Regions from separate parts of the Sus scrofa genome. Here region 2 is linked to region 1. The links are chromatin contacts, called in public HiChIP or PLAC-seq maps. All regions are on one chromosome and are shown on one strand. Each heading gives the region's core, a stretch centred on a gene start, on an enhancer-like site or on the middle of the called end of the contact. The rest is flanking DNA. Distances are from core to core; before and after follow the strand shown. Region 1 has its middle 150 kb from the start of MBNL1. Region 2 overlaps MBNL1 (muscleblind-like protein 1).

Region 1 (5,320 bases), core at 1,858-4,357:
CCCTAATCAATAATCTGATTGACAGAACTGTGGGTTCCAAAATGATAGAACACTGAAAATAGTTCAGTGGCTTCAAATTATCTTCAGTTCAGCTCTTGGCATTCCACATAAGAACCACAGATGCCAATACAGTAAGAGGATAAGTGGAGACTGGATAAATTGACCCTGGGTCTGGGACCCTTATTTCAACTACAGCTGTCCACTTGTATATGTTTTACATATGGGCTTTTCTTATAAACTTTCAGAGAAAGAGAGAATGGGAAAGAAAAAAAAAGTGGGGGTAATGGAGAAAAGGGAAGGGGAGGAAAGGAAGAGAGAATTTTGTGGCTGAAAATCATCTGAAATCACTTATGCTATCCATCCTCTCTGTTTTTTATAAACAGGATATTTTCCTTAAAGGGGAAGTGGATCTAGAATATGGATATATAGATACCCAGTATCACATTTGTTTTATTACAGGATGCCAACTCTCACAGTTTCTTGAATTTCCGTTGATCTTACCTTAAAGTTTTTCCTATTGGAAACATGTTTTGGATACTCTTTTTTAAGACTAACCCTCATTTATGGAATCCCCAGAATAATTCTGAAACTATCCAGGAATTTTAAAGAGCAATACATTGCTATTCAGCCAATGTAGGAATTTTTCTGCTTCTCCTTGAACTATCTTGGTCCTCTACTTTAGTAACCTCACCTTTGATAGCCCATCTTCTCTTCGCTTCTCTCCCTGAAGCAGCACCATCAACTAGTCACCATCAATCCCTTCTGTTGTGTTGCAATTTCATAGCATAGGCATTACATAGCACTGGCTTATCTCTTCCATGTAGAATAAGGGTGAGTCTCATAGTCTCATGTTTGTTTTCCCCTCAGAAAATAGTGGTGTGACCATTGGTTGCCTGGATGATGAAAGGAGAGCTAGAAAGACAATGGTATTTTCCATTCTGTGGTGTATTTAATATTCTCTTATCATCTCTAAAACCAAAACAAAAATTTCTCTGAATGCATACTTCCCTGAGAGAAATTGGCCTTTTCCACTATCTTAATGTTGGTTATTTCATGTAAACTAATACCTGAGCTTTCTGTATTAAAGACTATTTACCCATTGCCTACAGCTCAAAGTTACTGAAAGTATCTTCCATTAACTTGACAATAAAAAAAAATCATCATTAAATAAACTATTTCTCACTAATCTGGGAGGCTAACTATGATTTTATTTCCTCACCTTGGAATAATTAATATGCTTAATATAGGGAGAAAAGGCACTTAAATCCACTTTAAATTGGCACCACAAATTCATTTTTAAAAATAGAGGAAAATATTTTGATTAGAACTTTATTTTTTAAAATGAAAACAAAATTATAAAAATGTGATACAATATAATCTAATATTTAACTAAAATTTAGTTTATAATTGCATATCTTTTACTGACAACTTGTACTGCTATATAATACTGTATTCTATGTAAAACATTTTCTTTTTTAGGCATAATGATAAGGAGGATTATTTTTGCCAATATGAATATGCTTATCAGTTTTTTCAAAGATCTCTTTTAATTTAAGCCTTTGATTTTTATTTTATTTTATTTTATTTTTGTCTTTTTGCCATTTCTTGGGCCGCTCCTGCAGCATATGGGAGGTTCCCAGGCTAGGGGTCTAATTGGAGCTGTAGCCACCAGCCACAGCAACGCGGGATCTGAGCTGTGTCTGCAACCTACACCACAGCTCACTGCAACGCCGGATCATTAACCCACTGAGCAAGGGCAGGGATCGAACCCGAAACCTCATGGTTCCCAGTCGGATTTGCCAACCACTGCGCCACGAGGAGAACTCCCAAGCCTTTGATTTTTAAAACATTCCTTTTCAACTCCTATCCTGTCCTCATCCTTGTTAACTTTTCTTTCTCCCATTGTTAGGGGCTAACTTGCCAATGGCATCAAGTGAGATCTAAGTATTTCTCTAATAACACTTTCGTGGTCTCCATGGAATCCTGTATCTTTTGCAAAGCTTGAAGTTTCATTTGACAATACATTTGCAATACAGTGGCCTTGAAAACATCCAAGAATGGAGGCAGGCCAAACCACAAAGGAAGGGAAGTTGCAGGAGAGAGCTAAATAGATTTTACTATTAAAGAAAGATGGAGGTTAAAGGATGTTTGAGGGGAAACTAAATTTTCATGTAATTTGTTCATTCATGAATTTTTTGATTATCTGTGTAATTTTATAATGCAAGTCCTGAAAAACAAACACAAAGATGGAAAGGAACCCTGTATATAAGAAAAATGAGGTACCATTCAATTCAATTAACCACCCAAGATCCCTTAGAGAATTAAGAAGAAAAAACAACCAGCTCCACATTCCTTAGTTTAACCTAGCTTTACAAACCTTGATAGATTCATATAGATTATGCCATCAAAATTCCTGTGAACTAATTTATAAAATGATAGTCTACGCAGTCAAATATATCTGTATTGTACTCTAAGTACTATTCAGGCTGGTTTCAGGCAAAGCTGAGATGCAAAATGAGAAGATATTGGTGCTTGCCATCCTCAATTCCTGTTAGGTAATTTTCTTAGGTGCTTCAGTACTTGGTCTCTTTCTTATCTACCCTTCCAATCCTGCTTTTCTGGTTATCACTGGTAGCATAACAAACCTCACCACAACTTAGTGGCTTCAAACAGTAACGTATTATTATCTCTCATGATTCTATAGCTTTATTGACTCCAACTGGGTAAGTGTCACTTTGCAGGCTTATATATAGTTATGGGCAGATGTCAGCTGGGGCTACAGTCACCTAAGTTTCTATTGGCTAGACATCCAAAATGACTCATTCACACAGTTGGTAATTAATGATGGCTGTCAGCGGGAAGCTCATCTGGGACCATTGAGCAGAAGACCTACTCTTGCCCTCTCTGTGTTGTTGAGGCCTATAACCATGGTTTCTTCTAGGAAACCAAAACTACTGGAATGTTGCCTAACATTGATGAAGTATTTGTCTTCCAACAGTTTTCTTGCGTCAAATGAGTTAACTCAAAATAATTATATGAAAAGAGAAATATAGGGAAGTTTCAAAATGTACCACAAATGGCAAATGGTTCCTTAAGGGCTGTATGGTAAGCTCAGTGTTATACACATAGTGACTCATTTAATATTCGCAGCAGGCTTATGAGTTAGGTATTAATCTGTATATCCATTTTACAGATAAAGAAGTTAATGCTTAGAGGCAGTAAAGGACTTGAAGAATGTTTCAGAATTTCTTGGATTTCTTCCCAGATGTGTATGATATCCAGTAGTTGCTCTCAACCACAAAGAATACTGCCTCCCAGGCTTACAAAATCTGTGTCCATTCCTAAGAATATAGAGACATTCTGAATTTCTTTTTCTCCTCTTGTTTCAAAAGCCATTGAACTTTCATCATTTTATGAGATTATCAAATAAGATGTAAAATGTAATTTACCTTAACCTGCCCCTCATGGCAGACACAGTGGGAGATATGACAGTGAGATGGGGAAAAGGTGAAATAGGTTCATTATATGTATTATTTGGTCATAATATAATACATTTATATTATGCATGCACAAACACAGCATGTACACAAACACATTTTAGAAAACATTAAGCAGAACCTTTACATTTGGAGGCTGTAGAATTATCCCAGTTCAGTCAGAGCAGTTTCTCTATTTTACTCAAATTATAAACCTAGCAATTTGAACCAGGGCTCAAAAATTAGACTCAAGTTGAACTATAAACTGGTCCCATTGATATTTCCTTACTGAGAAGTACAAGAGGGAATTCCCATTGTGGCTCAGTGGGTTATGAACCCAACTAGTATCCATGAGGATGCAGGTTGGATCCCTGGCCTCACTCAGTGGGTTAAGGATTCAGCATTGCCATGAGCTGTGGTGTAGGTCTCAGATGTGGCTTGGACCCCACATTGTTGTGTCTGTGGCATAGGCCCAGCAGCTGCAGCTCTGATTCAGCCCCTAGCCTGGGAACTTCCGCATGCCACAGGTATGGCCCTAAAAAGAAAAAAGTATGAGAGAAAAATAAAATAAATAAGAAATTTCAAATATGTCCAGAATCTTAAAGGAAATTCTCTGTTCTATTGATATGTTTTATATTTATTACTGTCTAGCAGTTACTCTGCTCTCACTCTCAGTCTATATGGTTTAGGTGCTACTGACCCACTCTTCAGTTCTAGAGGTAAAACATGACATGGCACTTTCTGAAAAAAATGACTGTTTCCATGGCTCCAATAATCAATTCACAGATAGGCATGTGACAAAACCCCAACAATCAGAGTTCTCACAAAGATTTTTGCAAGAACTCTTTAGTTGAAAGCACTCTTTCTTTGTCTGAGAAAGCTAATTATGAGGTTGTAAATCAAGGCTTACCCTAGGCTATCACTAAGCAATAGAAATTGTTCTCATTAAATCCTCTCAACGCTATCTGTGTGCCCTTTGCAATGTGACTTTGCTATTTCTTCTATCAAGAGATAAGGTCTTTTAAAACTATGTATAAAGAGTCTGCATCCATTAAGAGTAAAGAAAAAATTGGAGTTCCCATCATGGCATGGTAGAAAGGAACCTGACTAAGAACCATGAGGTTGTGGGTTCCATCCCTGGCATCACTCAGTGGGTTAAGAATCTGGCATTGCCATGAGCTGTAGTGTGGGCTGCAGACCTGGCTTGGATCTGATGTTGCTGTGGCTATGGCACAGGTCAGCAGCTGTAACTCTGATTAGACCCCCAAACTGGGAACCTCCCTGTGCCGTGGGTGTGGCCCCAAAAAGACAAAAAAAAAAAAGAAAAAATAGATAAGGAGAAAGAGAGAGACAAAGAAAGTAAGATAACTAACAACTTCGAAGTCCTTTATCTAGCCTTGCATGAAGTCCATCCCTGGATTTTATAGATATATGCGTAGATAAAATCTATTTTCACTTAAACTATTTGAAATGAGGTTTTTGTCATATGTGCCCCAATAGATCTTGGCTTACTCTCCAAATTATGTGTTCTTAACAACCTCAATTTAAAATTGCAGAATTCATTTAAGACATGGAAACATATTTAGATAAGCTTCAAGCAGTAATTACTATCTATATATACATTAACTATTAAGTGAAATAGTTAATATTTATATATAACACATGGATAACTAAAAATTATATCGGTAGATATAGAGATATGGATCTATAATACTTTTTCTGGTATTAGTAGATTAATGAACTTTATAGCTAGTATCCTCAAATTCCAAACACATAATATTTGTAGTTACTGTATGCCCAACTTCTTGACCCATCTTCAACAATTGCAGTACACCTAAATTATG
Region 2 (5,320 bases), core at 1,927-4,426, 230 kb after region 1:
CAGATCGAAATGGAGTTAAATCAGCCACATCCGATTTTAGGAAGCAAAGCCTACCATGTCATTAGGCTTCTTAGGTGCAAAGCCTAGCTTATCATTAGACTCCTTAATTTCAAATATAAATCAGCTGTTGCCAGGTTTTGTGACTCTGGGTAGAAATATAAGAGAAAGTTTGGTTATTCTCCCAGAGAGTAACTTACTCTCTTTTTCGGGGTAGCATTAAAAATTTTATTATGATAATCTATGATAGTATTATAGTAATTTTTAAACATATACAAAATTGTAGAAATATTGTAACAACTTCTGCATATGTATCAATCAGCATTTTGTATGCAGGAGTCCGTGTATGTGTCATTGCATATTTTGTCTATCTTGTTTCTTGTATCACCTTTCACATACCTTTTATCCACATACCTTTGTATTTTAAAACAAATCTCAGACATCCTATCAGTTTACTTATATGTAGGTATCAACTTTATGTATTAAGAACTATTTTAAACTTTAAATACAATTTTAAATTAGCTATTTACAAATATATCAATATTGATGATAATTTCATTATATCACTTCATACCCACTTTATGTTCAGCTTTTCCTAATTGTCACAGCAATATCTTTTTATAGGTAGATTTTTCAAATGAACATCTAAGTAAGATTGCTCAGATGAACATCTCAACAGCATCCATTTGGATTTTATGTCTTTTAAGATTCTTTTAATGTATGATTATTTCTTCTCCTTTTTCCCTCTGTGCCTTTATTTGTGAAAAAAATCAGGTCATTGTCCTGCAGAATATTTGAGATGCTGAATTGAGCTAATTGCTTCTCTGTAGTATCATTTAGCTTGTTCCTTCATCACTCTTATTTTCTGTAGGCTAGAAGTTAGAGCTAGACTTGAGTTCGGTTTTAATGCTACTTAAAATAGTAAATATCATTATTTGGTGAGAATATCACATGATACTTCCAGGTGCATCATATCAGGAGGGTAAAATTTCATTTGTCTCCACATTTAATGATGCTGAAACTGTCTTATGAGTTCAGGTGGGCCTGTCCCAGCCCTTGTAAATTCTCCATCAGAATTGGATACAGTGGTTTCACTCCATTGTTGATCATTTCACAGCTCCATGATCTTGGTAGGGATTGCAAAACAGTGACTTTTAATTATACTATTCTTCCTGTATTTATTGCTGGGAATTTTCCTGTAAAAAACTTTTCCTTAGTATCTAATTGGCAACTCTACGGTACAGTTTATAGCAAAAATATGGAGAAGATGCAGGATTTTTTATTTATCAATTTTTAGAACCAGATACTAACCTCTAATCTAAGATCTAAATATAATTATAGATATGTTCAAAGTATTCTAATAGATTTTTACAACATTTCCCTTGAGGAAATAGTTTTCTTGATTTTTTTTTTTTTTGATTAATGCATTTTGGTAACATTACACCCCATGGTACCAGGAAGTCCTCTTTCCTTTCTTTTTTGTATGTACCTCTATATAATTAAATCTATTCACTCAGAAGGTATTTATTGATCATATATGTATATATGATATATATATAGTAAGCACTGTGCTAGCAACTAGGAATATAGGCACTAGCTCTGCTTTTTCATAGAATATGTAGTTTGAGTTTGTTTCTGCTCATAATATGATGTGATAAAAAATGTATATGTATTTGATTTTGCTTACTATATTACTTGTTGTTTTATGTATCTTAACAAATACTAAGCTGATTTTAGAGACCCTGGCGCTCGTGTCTTAGATAGGGACAGTGAAGAGATTTGAAAGTTAAGTAGTTACTGCTAACTCAAAGGAAATGAAATGTCCTCATATAGGGCACTGTATATGATAAATGAGGAAGTTTTACTTTTCATTATTTGGAAAGGCAAGAGAGGGAATAATGGGGACCTCCCCAAGACAAAAGTAAATGATAAGATCTTGGGCTATTTTAACATAAGCAAATACTTAAACTTAATTTGACTTATATTTTTAGGAACTGAGGGTGACATTTTATGAATGTATTTTTCTCCTATAATTAAAATTGTTTTGTCAGGATTTTTAAAGGTGTTTTGGATTTTAGAAAATGTATAATTTCTAAAGCTTTGTGAACATCATCTTGTATGAATAGTCAGTGTAAATGGGACTAGTAAGACACCCCTTTCTCTAAGGGATTCTGTGACTGTGAGATAGTGAATGTGAATAAATGTTGACTTCACCAGAAAAATGTGTTTTGTATATCTGTTATGATTTATATAGCTTTGTTAGACAGGTGATACTAATGTTGTATATTTTAGATTATGTTATTTAAATAATCATTGTAATTCTAAAACTCTTCTCAAATGTTTCCTCTAGAACAGAAAATCTATTTTATTCATGTTCAGATAGTGTAAAATAGCTGTTATGATTATTTTAGATTAGCATAGAAGACAGATTCTTGGACAGATTCTTAGCGTATAATTAAAAGTACTTTTTGCAATTGAAAATCAGAAAGATAGAAAAATTTTACATTCTGCTTGTAAGTCTATGCTAACCTGTTAGCTATTGGCAAGTAAGAGATTTTTAGAGGAAGTGGTATTAGGTTTCCTTTGCTAGTACCTTATCAGGAAATTTGAAAGGAGACAAAAAAACTAAGCCCTTTAATTGTGGTATCTGGTAACTATGAGAATTAAGCTGAATTTATTTGAAGATCAAAATTGATATTTATATTATGACAATTGAAAGAATAGTTGCATTTTTGACTCGAGGAAATAGCTTAATCTGAGTAGCACAAAAGTTGAGAAAGAAGTATGGTCATTCATAAATATTGACTCTTTTAATCTGTTGAAAACGGAAGGCTAGCCTCAGGAATACAGTAGTAAAATTATAAGAGGAGCTGGTTAAAAAGTAAATGTTATGCAACATGAAAAGAATACCAGGGGAAAAATTGACAGAGTAGAATAACAGGAAGATTAGTCATTTCTGGAAGGAAAAAAAAAGAGGTGGGGAGTGGGGGAAGAAATATTTTAAACAGGAAGGTGGAACTGGAAGTACCAGTGCTAACAGACAGATAGGAACTCAGTTAAGGGTGAAACTGGGCTTTAAAGAAAGAAATAGTACTGGTTGCATTTAATTACAACATATAATGTTTATATTAACAACAAACAAAAACAAAAATGGGGAAATTTTTCTGTTAAGGATTAAGAGAACCCTGTAAAATTAAAGGAATGATGTTTACTCCTTAACTGAGCTGACTTGGCTTAGGTCAGCCAGTAGTGCCAAAGTGCATAAAAGAAAATGGATTTCTTTTAAAACAAACGAAATTGTACTGTTTTCAAGTGTTCGGTAAAATAAGAGTGTTTTGGACCTTTTAAAATATATACACTATTTGATTTGAAATATTTTTCACTTTTATATTTACCTATCTGACAGCAGGAGTAGCAATCTCCAAATACTTTAAGAATTATTTCCATAAATTCTCAAAAATATAAATTTTAACTCTTCATATCATATGAAATTTAGGTATAACCAGACACTGTAACAGAAAATAAGAAAGTAAACATCACAGGTGTGTGTATGTATGTACGTTGCTGAAATCCCATTAATCTTTAGCTTCTCCCCAAGGTATTAGGGGCATTCATGGATTTTGCCAGATTCATTTACTAACCTTTCTGAGTATTCTCATTTGCCAAAGGGGAATAACAAAATACCTGCTTCAGAGTTGTGTAATGAGGATTAAATGAACTGGTAGACATATACATGGAGGTAGCGTTTTATTTTTTTAATTTATAATATTTTATCCAGATATTAAATAAAAGCTTGTATGATGCATTTCCAGCTAACCAATCAACACATGGAAATTGTGACAGTTGCAGTCAAAGCTCTTGCTAATGCCTAGATACTTAAAATGTCATGATTTGTTACATATGTATCCACACTTGACACATATAAAACCATTGCCTCTGTTGGCCATTCCTTAGTAAATACAGTAAACAATAAATCACATAAAATATATTTTAAAGAAAGTAGGTGTCTGTATGGTTATTTAAGCAGGACATCAGGACAAAACTTGCTTATTCTTCTATCCAGAAAAAAATATGTTATTATTATTTAAAGGCAGAAAATGGCTTATGTATATTGAAATAAAGATATTAAATTATCTAATTTAGAGACCCCAGACTACTATTATACAACTATATAGGACATATCATTCCGTATCATTGAATTAATAGAAATGTGATATGCAGTCAGGTTAAGCATTTCCTGTTGATTTTATGGTTAATTGCAGTACTCTCATGCTCATGTGCACATACTTACTGAGATGAATTCTCATTCCAGCACAAAATAATCAGTTTGCATAAACACTGCTGAGAAGTTCTTTTTCCCTTTCTTCTCTCTTTCTCTCTTCCCTCTCTCCACCCTTACCCACACAAACGTAGACACTCTTTCTACACACACACACACCACATACACACTGCCTCTCAGGCATAACTGCATAGGAAATGTTTATTTTCCAAACTACAGAAAACCTTATCTCAAACACTGAAAGTCCTTCCTTTTCCTGGTTTAGAATACTAAGTCATACTCATAGAATTTCTTTGGCCAGCATTTGGTTTGTTTAAAGCATAAAGTTGTGAGGATGCAGTGACTCAAAAACTTGTAGTGCATAATTAGAACTTTTCACTTTTAGGTTACCAGTTCATATCTAGCTGACTTAGTTAAGGATTGGTTACAGTTGGTAGCTGAACCAATTGGTTCAGTTCCCAGAAGAAGCCGGGGAGCTCACTGCAACTTCTCCTGCTTTGATCTGTGTACAAAGCTAGAATTGATGATTATTAATGTATTTCTTTGCAGATAAAGCCAAGTTCAAGGAATTTAATAAAAAAGAGTTGACCCAGTAGGAGTTGATGAATAAGAAACTGTTAATTTATTCTTCTACAGACATAATTTCTACTCATTGATATATTTCTAAAAGTAAAGGGAGTTAAAATGATCAGAAACATTTCTGGTTTTAGTGCAGTGTCATTAGCAGCAAGAAGTGAGAACTGTAACTGCAAGATAAGTCAGTCAGAATATATATACATATATATTGATATAAAATTTGAATGAATGCATAAATGAGTCGTGATCTTCCTAGTCTATCACTTAGTAGTGCCAAGGTCATAAAATCATTTGTTATGCTTTGTTTTATGTAAAAGCCTATAGAGTTACTTTGTTTTTCTCACCCAAAAGATGCCAGAATGTGTTTTTGAAAAATTTTGAATAACTTTTGTGTTAATTCCGTGTTCATGTTGGAAACTGAGATAAATTTAAATCTTCTTGTCAGCCAAAGAATAAGTCAGATTTTGT

The links. HiChIP or PLAC-seq counts read pairs in DNA pulled down with a chosen protein or histone mark.
Region 2: an H3K27ac HiChIP or PLAC-seq map of alveolar macrophages shows a contact between it and region 1. The contact joins two enhancer-like sites. A contact is called at or near these places in 1 of 47 Hi-C or Micro-C datasets (embryonic fibroblasts) and 1 of 2 datasets of contacts at active chromatin or transcription factors (alveolar macrophages).

The regions. Positions count from the first base shown.
Region 1 is chr13:92,339,409-92,344,728 of Sscrofa11.1, forward strand. No RefSeq gene overlaps it. Among named protein-coding and RNA genes, the nearest start is that of MBNL1, 150 kb to the right of the region's middle. Within about 2 kb of position 3,108, at least 3 of the 83 cell types and tissues checked have an H3K27ac peak or open chromatin away from gene starts, as enhancers often do. A contact at or near this core is called in alveolar macrophages, where this site is marked.
Region 2 is chr13:92,572,650-92,577,969 of Sscrofa11.1, forward strand. All of the region lies in intron 3 of MBNL1 (muscleblind-like protein 1), which reads left to right. Among named protein-coding and RNA genes, the nearest start is that of MBNL1, 84 kb to the left of the region's middle. Within about 2 kb of position 3,177, at least 10 of the 83 cell types and tissues checked have an H3K27ac peak or open chromatin away from gene starts, as enhancers often do. A contact at or near this core is called in alveolar macrophages, where this site is marked.